2 separate regions of the Mus musculus genome follow, and region 1 is linked to region 2. The links are chromatin contacts, called in public HiChIP or PLAC-seq maps. All regions are on one chromosome and are shown on one strand. The core of a region is the stretch at or near the end of the contact, and the rest is flanking DNA. Distances in the headings are between cores, read along the strand shown.

The links. HiChIP or PLAC-seq counts read pairs in DNA pulled down with a chosen protein or histone mark.
Region 1: a contact with region 2 is called in an H3K27ac HiChIP or PLAC-seq map of regulatory T cells, with 6 times the contacts expected there. The contact joins two enhancer-like sites. A contact is called at or near these places in 1 of 484 Hi-C or Micro-C datasets (bone marrow-derived macrophages) and 3 of 115 datasets of contacts at active chromatin or transcription factors (acute myeloid leukemia, large pre-B cells and regulatory T cells).

Annotation. Positions count from the first base shown.
Region 1 is chr1:55,804,162-55,810,021 of GRCm38.p6, reverse strand. No RefSeq gene overlaps it. Among named protein-coding and RNA genes, the nearest start is that of Gm32949, 82 kb to the left of the region's middle. Within about 2 kb of position 2,856, at least 64 of the 459 cell types and tissues checked have an H3K27ac peak or open chromatin away from gene starts, as enhancers often do. A contact at or near this core is called in regulatory T cells, where this site is marked.
Region 2 is chr1:55,427,279-55,433,255 of GRCm38.p6, reverse strand. All of the region lies in intron 1 of Plcl1 (phospholipase C-like 1), which reads right to left. Among named protein-coding and RNA genes, the nearest start is that of Plcl1, 24 kb to the right of the region's middle. Within about 2 kb of position 2,410, at least 19 of the 459 cell types and tissues checked have an H3K27ac peak or open chromatin away from gene starts, as enhancers often do. A contact at or near this core is called in regulatory T cells, where this site is marked.

The sequences.
Region 1 (5,860 bases), core at 1,607-4,106, 380 kb before region 2:
ATCTTCTGGAAGAGAGGAAGCAATATGTTTATCATTTGTAAGCACAAGGCCTTAAGCCCCAAGTAATATTCATTCTGCCAAATAAATTAAAGATTACCAAATGCCTAGAAGAATATTCTAATAGATGGATGAAGAATTAGCACATAGAGAAGAGTCCATCCATACCATTCCTACCCACAAAGGACAGGAAAGTGATTGAGAAATAAATTTCCCTTGATAAAACTACTGAAGAGTTGTCTGTTCCAGCAATTGATGCAGAGAGTAACTAGCACACACATATTCATGTAATTGCTTCCATAGCTTTGTCTAACCCAGACACTGAGACAGTTCATTTTCCAGATGTCTTTCCATGAGGACCTCATTTGCCTCACTGCCTAAAGGAAATCTGCTAGTCCTGAGTATCTCTTTCTTGCATCAGACATTATGTATGGCCAGTTGTTGCAATGGCCTCATAGCTGCCTTTCCTATTTAAAGTCTGCACCATCCAGCCCTTTTTGCACAGTGCACACTGAGTGGTCCTGAGAACAAGGCTTGGAGTCTTCAGCTTGGCTTCTGTTATCTGTATCTCTCCAGCCCTGTCTTGTATCATTTCATCTCATATTCTATCCACTTCCCTGATGACCAGTTTTGTTCTTTGCACATATCACCAACCTTGTGTTCCCTCTGCAGCTGCCTGAATAACAGCTAGAGTCATATTACCTCTGCCAAGTTCCGTCATTTATACCACTGCTAAATGTCCTGAGTCGGCACAATCGCATTGCCTTTCTACCTACTACCACTGTCTACATAAAACACTGAGAACTTTTCATCCCAGCAATAAACCAAGCGGGAACAATAAACACCAAAATATTTTTGTTACTTAAGACAGAGATGGGATCATGTACAAGCAAGCTTCCTGCCTTTGTCTGAGAAATTTTACTGTGGGACTTGAGATGGCAGAGAGCCATGCTTCGGTTCACCGAGTGGCTTTATTTCACCTTATGTATTCAATCCTTCTTGAATTTAGGAACATGACTCTGAAATACCTTTTCTGCTGGCATCCTTCCATCTGGTTCTTCTCATTCTCACTCTTCCTCAAAATCTTGCTAACAAGCAAGGAAGAAAAAAAACCCAAGGGTGTGGCCAAGAGCTGTGGTTTTCTCCTTCCTGGTTCTGCTTGGTCTGCACTCTCCATTTCCAACACTGCTACAGTTGTGTGGCTTCCGTGACATTATTTCACCACTCCTAGTATTCTCATACCCCTAAAATATTATGTGAACTATGTATTGTACTTACTATTCCAGTCTGTCTCACTCACAAGTGAGTTCTCCAACTAAGATAAACTAAGATTAAAGTTTGGTCTCCAAGTATTTACCACATGTGAGGACAGAACAGATGTATGGCCTACTCCTTCCGAAAAGGACCTTGGGATTTTATAGCATGTTCTTCACCTCTCTTAAAAAAAAAAAAATTTGATTGAGGTGATGGTGGCGCACACCTTTAATTCCAGAACTTAGGAGGCAGAGGCAGGGAGATCTTTAGGGTTGAGAACAGCCTGGTTTACAGAGTGATTTCCAGGACAGCCAGGGCTATACAGAAAAATCAGATCTCAAAAACCAAACTGAAAAAAAAAAAAAGAATTTCTTTTGACAATATTATTGAAGTTTGCTGAGAGAAAGATTAGGTTGGAATGTGATTAATTACAAAACAATTGATCAGACTTAGTGATGTCTTGTAGGAAAACATGTCTGTCACACCATCATCTATAACTGATATGTGAGGTGGAGCCCATAGGTTAACAGTGTGTGGGAGAGAAGGCACTAGGTGGGGTGAAGGGTAGAAGGGAGGGGGAGAAAGGAAGACAGAGACTGCAAGACACCAAGACAAGAATCTTTACCCAAGATGCACTGAGACACAGAGGAGGCAACACTGTGGCTCCTTAGTTGAATGCCCACTGTGTGCCATGCCCCTCCATCCAGCTGTAGTTATTCACCACACTGTTATACACGATGACACTAGGAAACGCACTATGCAACAAGCATCATCATACTATTATATATGAATAATATAGTAACAGTAATACATCATTTTGGTTAATTGTTATTGATAATTATTCATTCATTAATATATTAGTAATATGATTATATTTTGCCACACCCAAAATATTACACAATCATCACTTAAGTGCTGGAAACCAGGTTTAAACCCCAAATTTATAACCAATTAAGCCTCTTCCAAACAAACCTGTAATTATAGTGTCCTGTATCACAAGAGAACACTTTTCCAGTTGCCAAGGGACCAGAGGGAAGGTACTCTGCCAGTCCACCAAACAGTAAGAGCAGTGGACTCTATCCCAGAGGAGCTGGTAAGTGGCCTTTATCTTGAATTACATGGGAGAACTTTTTAAGCAGTTCTGATTGAAAGAGGTGAGTAGGAGAAAGAAGATAAGTGTAAAAGTGGAGCCAGGCACCCGGAAGGGACCAAGAAACAAAAGTTGGCTGGGAAAGCTGAACTAGAGCCTGAGAAAATGACCTTTGGGCCACTGGTGGCCAGTTCAGCAGACAGACAACAGTAACAAACACATCATTTTCAGTCTGGAGAGCTAAGAGGGCCTGGAACAGCAGAGAAGAAGGAAAGTAAGCCACTAATTCTACTCAAGAGGCTGAGAGAGGGAGCCTCTGTTGTTTCCTCCTGAGCGTGTTCAGCCTTGACTGTCTGGAGATGGAGGAGGAAGGGTGCTGGCAGGTCCTGCAGCCTTGATGGACAGTAGGATTGTATGCCAAGCCCTCTCGGCTCCCACAGTCACTCACTCCTGCTTCACAGCTGGGAATAAGACAGAGTGGGGGTGGAAGTCACAGACTAGAGGGAGGGAACAGAGGAAGTGAAAAAGAAAGAAAATGCTCAACAGTCGTGTTGCTTCAGCTTCTCTGTGTGGAGGCATAGTCATCACTCACAGGAGACCCACAAGCAACTCCTGATCATTTTGCTGATTGGTGCTCTTCAAACACGAGAGCGACTTTCAGTAGGCAGTACAAATATGCTATACTTTATTCTCAAATGCAGAAAAAGACACCTACTCTAATAGTTTGTTGTGCTTAATAAGACCTAAGTTAATCTCTGCTATTACACATTCTTATGGGATTTCCAAAGATTGTTTGACATTTTATGATTTATTTTACCTTCCATGGAACCAGTACTATCTAACCCCACAGGAAGTGTGGTGACATTTTATCATTTAGAGGCCTGATCCTATTGAGTCAAAAATAAAGCATTTGTTTCTTTCCAGCCTGTGACTATGTTGTCATTATTTTGAACAGAAATGTGGCAACTTAGTAGTATGATGAACACTTACAGAGCCATGGTTTGCTCCTCATGTTCTAAACAGACCAGCATTAGCCAGGGCTGTCTGAGAAGACTTGAGTGTTATTTCTCCTTCAAATCAGCTTCATAAAGATTGATTTCTCCATAAATCATCTTCCTCCTACATCCTCCTGGATGCTCCCTACTGTACCATATACTGTCCTGTTCTACAGTCTATACTGCTAACCATTCATGTAGTTGTATACATATGTATGATTATATACAGACTTCCAAATGGGCATATGGAGACCAGATGTCAAAGTTAGGCATCTTCATCAACTGCTACTCATGTTAGTTTTGGGAGAGTGAACTGAACTCAGAGCTCATCAATCTAGGTAGGCTGACTGGCCGATAACTCCAGAAATCTACCTGCCTCTACTACCCTACATTAACAGACGTGTGATGTCATGCCCAACATTCTATGTGGGTACTAAGAGTCTAAACTCAGGTCTTCATGTTTACATGAAAGAACTTTACAGAGTGAGCCTTCTCCCAACCCCAACATTTTCTTATCCATTTCTCTATTAATAACACTTAGGCCATTTATCTTGGCGTTACAAATTATGCTTCAGTGAATATTGGAATGTAGGTGTCTGTTCAAGGTAGTGATTTTATTTTCTTAGACTTATAATCAGGAGTGGGTTGCTTAACCATATAGTAGTTCTATTTTTAATTTTTAAGAAGCCGTATAATAACTTTTGTACTTGCCATAACTGTTTATCTCCCTTCCATTAGAATAAAAAGTTCCCTTTATTCTCTCCATAGATCTGTCAATACTCTTTATCTTTGACTTTTGATCAAAGCCATTCTAGTAGGTATGATGTAATATCTCATTGAAATTTGATTTATAGTTCTCTGATGATTACTTCTAATGAGAATCTTCTTATTAAAAATTGAAATGTTGTATATCTTCTTTGGGGAAGTGTGACTAGAGAACTGGCAGAAATAAGGATGCGTTAGACAAGAGCAAATACATGCTTTCACAACAGGTCAGACATGCAACTGAGGCTGATCTACTTGATGGTGAAGCATCTGTAGGAGCAATCCCAGCATGGGTATCTTTCTCCATTTGGAATGGGATGGTGTGCCTCCTTGTTGTAGGGGCAGCAACACAGCCCCTGCTATTGGTGATAAGATTTAGTTAATAGCAGGTCATTATTTTTCTTTTTATTACACTTTTATTATTTAAAAATTTTAGATTTAAATATATTTTGATCATATTTCCTCCTCCTCAAGTCTTTCCAGATCTTTCCCCCCTTCCTACCCACCCAATTTTAAGTTCTTTTCCAAAAACAAGCAAAAAGCTCACAAAACCAAACACCCACAAACTCAAAACACTCTAAAACCACATCCAAACCAAACAAAGCAAAGCAAAATACTAAACTGTAATCAAATAAAAGGGTGCTCTCGCACATGCTCACATGCACGCACGCACGCACGCACACACACACACACACACACACACACACACACACACAATCTAATCATATGTTAATCTACTATTCCTGAACACGAGGGTTTCCCTGGAGTGGTTGATATATCCAGTGGAACTCTACTGGAGAAAATTGATTTTTCATCTCCCTGTAGGTATAAGTGGCAGTTCCTTTGTTAACCTTTATCCTAGTGGCTTTATCCATTCATCCACTCACCCATGCACCCAGTCAGTCTGTCATTTATTCTTTCATTTAAAAAAATATAACAAAATAAAATATAGCTTGCTTAGTCATCATCAGAGAAGCTTCCTCCTACAGCAGATGAAAGCAAATACAGAGACCCACAGCCAGCCACGATGCAATGCACAAGAGACCTTGGAACTACATGGGATGTGCCCATCAAACCTCTCTCCTCAGAGCTCAGGAAACCCTGCAGAAGAGGAAGCAGAAAGAGTAAGATCCAGAGGAGATGGAGGACACCAAGAAAACAAAATTGTCTAAATCAATGTGATCAAAGCTTGTGCAAACTCACAGAGACTGAAGCAGCAAGCACAGAGCCTGCGCGAGGCTGCACCAGGGTTGCTGAGTATATATTATGGTTTCCAGTTTAGTATTTTATGGGATCTTTACATATTCTAATAAGTGGGTCTCTGATTCTTTTACCTTCTTTTGGGCTCTTTCCTCCTATTGGCTTGTCTTGACCAAATTTATGCCATAGTTTTTCTTTTATCCTTTTTAAATTATACTGTTAAAAATGAAAAAAGAAAATAGAGATAGACCATTACCCCTTCCTAACTCTAGGTGGTCTTCTTTTCATAAGATTGCAGGGGACTATGACACTATCACAGGAGTCAGCAAAAGAAGGCGGCAGGATGAATAATTGAAGGGTCTCCATTAACTTGGGACTTGTTCTGCCTTCAAACGTTTAGGTCTGCAGTACAGGAAATGCTCTTTGACAGTAAGCCACATGTTGATGTGCTTTTCCCATTACTTTCAGCCTTTGATAGATTAGAGGTATCCCAAACCTCTAATTTTCTCTCATTTGCCTGTGGAGTCTAGTTCCTCTCCTTTCTTGGTCTGTAGAGCAC
Region 2 (5,977 bases), core at 1,161-3,660:
ACTACATTATCATTAAAGACAGTTATCGTTTATTTAATTAAATTAATGGAAACCACTGTACTCATGGAAAAAACTATAGTCCATGCCACACAAAGTCCTGGATGATTGACATCAACAGGAGGTGGGACAGAAACTACTCAATCCACAAATCAAGCAGACTGAAAAGATACAGCTCCCCCCAGGTATAAACTGATTCATCCTTACCAAGAAAATTAAAAAGAAGTCACTGCCAGAATATGCAGCGAACAAAAACATCTAGCAAAACTAATGAATGACTCTTGAAATAGAACATCAAAAATCTACATGTGCTTCAAACTTTCTCAAATTAGGGCCAGGCCTGGCAGCATCCTCCTTTAATCCCAAACACTTAGACCTCTGTGAGTTTGAGGTCAACCTGGTATACAAAGAGACCCAGGCTAGCCAGTGTTACATACACAGTGGAGACTGGTGCCAAAAACAAAAGGAAACTCTCCAGCCATAAAGAAATCAAAGTTGCTAGGTATAGTCCTAGATGACTGATCCCAGCACTCGAGAGTTAGAGAAAGGGAGGTCAGGAGGTCAAGTCACCTTAGTGAGTCTGAGACTGGTTTAGGCTAAATTAAACCAACTTCGTTATGTTAAAATAAGCAGAGCTCAGAGAGACAAATACCATATGTTTTCTTTCATATGTGTGAATGGATATTCAGTGTGAAGTGGTTGCAAGTGTAGAAATGTGACCATAAGAGCAGAGAATGAGATCTTAACGTGGTGGGGAGGAAGGACCAGAACACATGGAGAGGAGAAGGCAGCAATCTGGGCAGAAGAGATCCATCAAGGGAGGACAGCAGAACTGGGAAGGACAATGGGAGAGGAGGAAGAACAAAACCAAAAAGAGAAAGTAACAGACTATAAAAAAAGAAAAAAAAATCAATTGTTTACTAAATGAATTATTTAATGCAAAATTTAAATGTATTTGATGATTTTTAGAATGTAAAACTCCAGTATAGTAAAGAATATTGGAGAACATAGAACATAGAATTGATTGTACTTTTACAATACAAACCCCAGTATATGAGGAACCATTTGAGAGCACTGTTCTTATTTTTAGCTGTTTTTATGTTATTTACTTGTTTCCAATGGCCTTGGATCATGTTCTCGCACGTTCATTACCTTCTCCTATCTATCTCCCTCTTCCCTCCTGCTGCTCCCTGACTCTTCTCAAACCTTCACCTTTTGCTTTTCACGGATGCATTCTCTAATCCAGATCTCATATGAAAAGGAATGATAGTATCTGTCTTTCTATTCCTGGTTTATTTCCCTTAACTCACGTTAACCAGTCTCCAATTTCATCCAATTTCCTGAAAGTTACATAATTTCATGCCAAGTAATGTTACCAAATAACACTCCACTGTGTGTGTGTGTGTGTGTGTGTATACACTGTCTTTATTCATTCATCTGTTGATGGGCACCTAGGCTAATTCCATAACAGTGCAGAGGATACCCTGGTGTCTCTGTAGATTCCTTGCAGTGTATGTACAGGAGTGGTATAACTGGATCATATGGCAGATCCATTTCCGGGTTTTTGTGAAATCACCTTACCGACTCCCACGGTAGCTGAACTAATTTACATTGCCACCAGCAGTGAACATGGGTTCCATCACCATGCTCTGTACATCCTGTCCAGCTTTTGTTGTATCATTGGTAATCACCATTCTGAATAGAGCAAGACGAATCTTCATGTCCTTTCGGCTTGTATTTCCTTGATGGTTAAAGATGTTGATTTGTTTTTTTTTTTTTTTTTTTTTTTGTACTTATGGGTAATTTGTACTTCTTCTTTTGGCAACTGTCTGATCTATTTGCCCATTTATTGACTGAGTTTTTGGATGGCTTTTTACTTTTTAATTTTTTTATATAATATGGATTTTTAACCTCCAATTGATTAAAACGCTGGCAAGGCGTTTTCTTCTGTTCCGTAGGCTGTCGAGTTTCTCTGGCAATTGTTTCATTTGCTGTGCAGAAGCTTTTCCAATTTCATGGAATCCTGATTATAAATTTGTTATCATTTCCTGAACAGCTAGAGTAACATTCCAAAACTGTGCCCATGCCTACATCTTCAAGTGTTTTTCCTTCGTTTTCCTCTAGCCATCCTAAAGTTTCAAGTTTTACATTAAGAAAACAATACGTTTTATATTATTGCTTTTTATGCAGAGTGAGAACTATAGATCTAGTTTTACTTTTTTTGCATATGGATACCCAGGCGACCTGCCACCATGCTTTGGGAACTTTGTGGGCAATCCAGGGGCCGAGGCTGCAAAGGTTTACTTCTGAGTCTTCTATTGCATTGGTCTCCATCTCTTTATGCCAGTCACAGGATGGTTTGCTACTTTGGCTCAGAGCAGAACTTGAAATCAGCAGTTGTGGTACTTCAACATCAAAGCAGAGCTCTTGGGGCTGACTAGATTCAAATGTCAGCTCCAGAAATGACTCATTAGCTGGGTGAGTAAGACACAATTTGATTCCTGAGGAACTTTAAGGAGAGTTTCTGATACATCAGAAAAAAAAAAAAACTATTCCTTCACCGTTACTTACTATCTACCTAACCGCAAAGGGTGAGGGCCAGCAGACTCACCAGAAGTATAGGATAACTGGTTAAATTTAAATTTTATTTAAACAGTGAACAGTAGTTGTACGAGGCATACACTAAACTACTATGTGTTGTTTAAATGAAATGTAAGTTTCACTCTGCGTCCTGTACTTCATCTGGCAACCCAAGTGTAGCACTTCTCCTAATACTAGCTACTTTTCCTTCCTCTACTAAGCAAGCACACCATAGCAGTAGCATCAGAGGTCATGCTTTGTGCTGCGTGGCATGTCATTACACAGTCAGCTAGCAGCCCTTGTGAAGAATGGAAATAGATTTAATAGAATTTCTAACTTTTGAAAGGAAGTCGTAACTATTTGTAGAACTGTTTCAGGATAGTCAAAGACTCTCTGTTCCCATCTGTTCTTGATGTTTCTTCAAAGGACATGAATGTTTTCAGTAGCTGCTTTTACACAATTGGAGATGGTTAGAATATTTAATGATGAAGCTATGCACATACTTATAAAACTGGTCACAGCAAATTCACTCTCTGCCCATACATACACATTTAACATCACAATGTGGATTTTTAAATAAAGTTCCAGGACATGACAATCCTGTGAATTTTAACAAGATTTTATCTAAACTTCCACCTTAGGGACCAGAATAATCACTCACAGTTAAGAGCACATATTGCTCTTGTAGAAGACTTGGGTTGGACAACCAGCACCCATGTAGTGGCTCACAACCACCTCCAACTCTAGTTACAGGGGTTCCAATGCCCTCTTCTGGCTTCCAAGGACACTGCATGCATGTGGTAAAAATAAACTCAGGCAAGCACACACACATAAAAATAAATCTTCAAACTTCTAAATTAGCGTGAATGAATATTTTTGTCTGTACTTGATTTTTAAAGTATAATCATCCAAGCACTAAGAATTTTGAAGCCTCTGTTAAATACCATTTTATTTAATCAAAGATATATATTGAAATAAAAAAGAAAAGAAAACTTGAAACTTGACATTTTAATGTTCAATTTAAAAATATAAAGGGCATAAACAAAATGTTTTAAGCATTTCTTTTTTAGTGTCACTAAATTTTAGTTTGAACTCAAAGGTAATTTTGATCATTGAGAGACTTCAGCATAAGGAAGGTGTCTATGTAATGTTGACACCATTACAAAGCAACATCAGCCAATGAACCCGCGAATCTCTTGCAAGCTGCTTCACTAAATAAAACATCATTAATATGAATATCACCGAAACACTGATTGTTTTCCAAAGATCTATTTACTTCCAAATTAGAATAGATTTTCCAACCACAATTATTACAGCACAGCTGAGATCAGCATGACAAGCTTTTCTCTATCCATCTCTAAGCACGGCCTACATGACTCAGTCCCAAGTTATGAAGGGCTGTCATGTCAGACATAAAAGTTAGCAAAGTTACATTTTATGCTCCACTTTACAAATAACACATTTGTTAGCCTAGGATAATAAAAACATAGAGATTTGTCTACATAAAGAACAGAAAACAGCCCCTGTGAGTCACCATATTCCACTGACTAAAAGTCACAGTTTAAGGAAACTCTGTAGCCACCTAAGTTCCTAAGAACAAATGCACCACTGTTGGTAATTTAAAAAACAATGTCAAACTTGAAGAGTGACTGACTGGTGATTTTTCTAAGCCAGATAGTAATCTCAGGAAACAAACGATCAAACAAACAAAAGACATAGAGTTCAAGGGAGTCCTTTCTTATGTTCTACAGTGTAAATTATTTTCCAAAAACCAATACAATTTTTCCTAAGTTTAATGGATCCAATAATTTTTTAATTATCATGATAATCCCTCTAGTTGTGAGCACCTCAGTTAGAGTGTATCCTCGTGTGAACTCTGGGTGTTCCTCCTTTCAATATCCTTGTTTATCACTCCTGAGAGCATTTCCTAAAGCTGTGCACTTTCTAAGAAAGCATGCTGGGGAAAGTTGAAATAGTTGACACATGTTGAGCATAAGGTAGTTGGATAAAGTGGAATGTGGGGGTGGTAGGTGTTGAAAGATAAGCATTGCCCACATTAGGCTGTGCTCTGTGAGCCACAGAGAGGAATCTGCACTTTATTCCTAGAGCCCTAAGATGTCACCAAAGAGTTTTAAACCATATACTTGTGTGATAAGGTTTGCCATTTTTGGAACAACAGCTCCCATTCTAGGGGATGTATTAGGAAAAAGAAGGTGGCTGGAAGCAAAATGGCCAGTTAAGAGGACACTCTTGTGATAGAAGCCACACATCCTATAACCAGAACCAACGTACAAGCGAAAACTATCAAAAGAGACAGAACCCAGCAGCAGCCTGCGTGTGATAGGCAAGAGAGATGATTGCAAAAGATGAGCTCCAGGCTGCCACAATGCCAACCGCAGGGATGGTGCTGCTATTGATGAGATGCAAAACACAAAGCAGGGCTGGAGGTACAATCCAGTTGAGAGTTCCCAGCACCCGTGTGGAGCAGCTCATAAGAGCCTGCAGCTCCAGCTGCAGGGGATCCAACACCCTCTCCTGGCTTCTGTGGGCACTTGCACACATGTGGCAGCCACTTACACAGACACAGACACACACACACACACACACACACACACACATGTATATACATTTTAAAATGAATCATAAAATACACAGGATGAAGGAACACATAAGAACATGGAAGTGCCCAGCAAACAGTTATGCAAAGTAGAGTATATTCATGTAGCTGGTAAGCATTTTTAAGCATATACCTTGGTGGTCAGAGGTCCATTTCTGTGGCAGCATCTACTTTCTAACTGTGACTACACACTCACAATACATCTGATGCAGACTGTGTCTGGTTTACCTTTGATTGCCTAATTCTGCAAAACAATCTTGTCACAAATATTATGAGCATCACTGAATGAGTCAGTCAATAACAGTCACTTTGCCAAGCGCACCACAGCATGCAAAAAAAAAAAAAAATGATTAGCACTGCCAAAATGTCAGTGGAGCCAAACTTTAATGACCTTGGCTCCAAAAACGATGTGGAGCATCTATTTAAAGATTCAACATAAACACTGCAGAACAGGAGACAAGACCTACACGCTTCCTCACTCTACCATATACATTAATATGTATAAACTCAGTTTTCAATATGTGAATGAGTTGTATAATCTTACACAACTAAGAGATCCCCTTTTATATTATGACCTAAGGAGATACCATAGTGACGGGATAGGGCACAGTGTAGGTGTGTGTATTCACCCACACTGGCCTAAGTTATCATAGGCCCGGCATCTTAAGAGCACTGAAGAGTGATTTGACTAAATATATGTTGTAAGTGGTTAAAAGATAGTGTTTTCTGTGCATGGTGGCACATACGTATAATTCTAAGAGGTAGAGGCAGGGCGATCTTAGG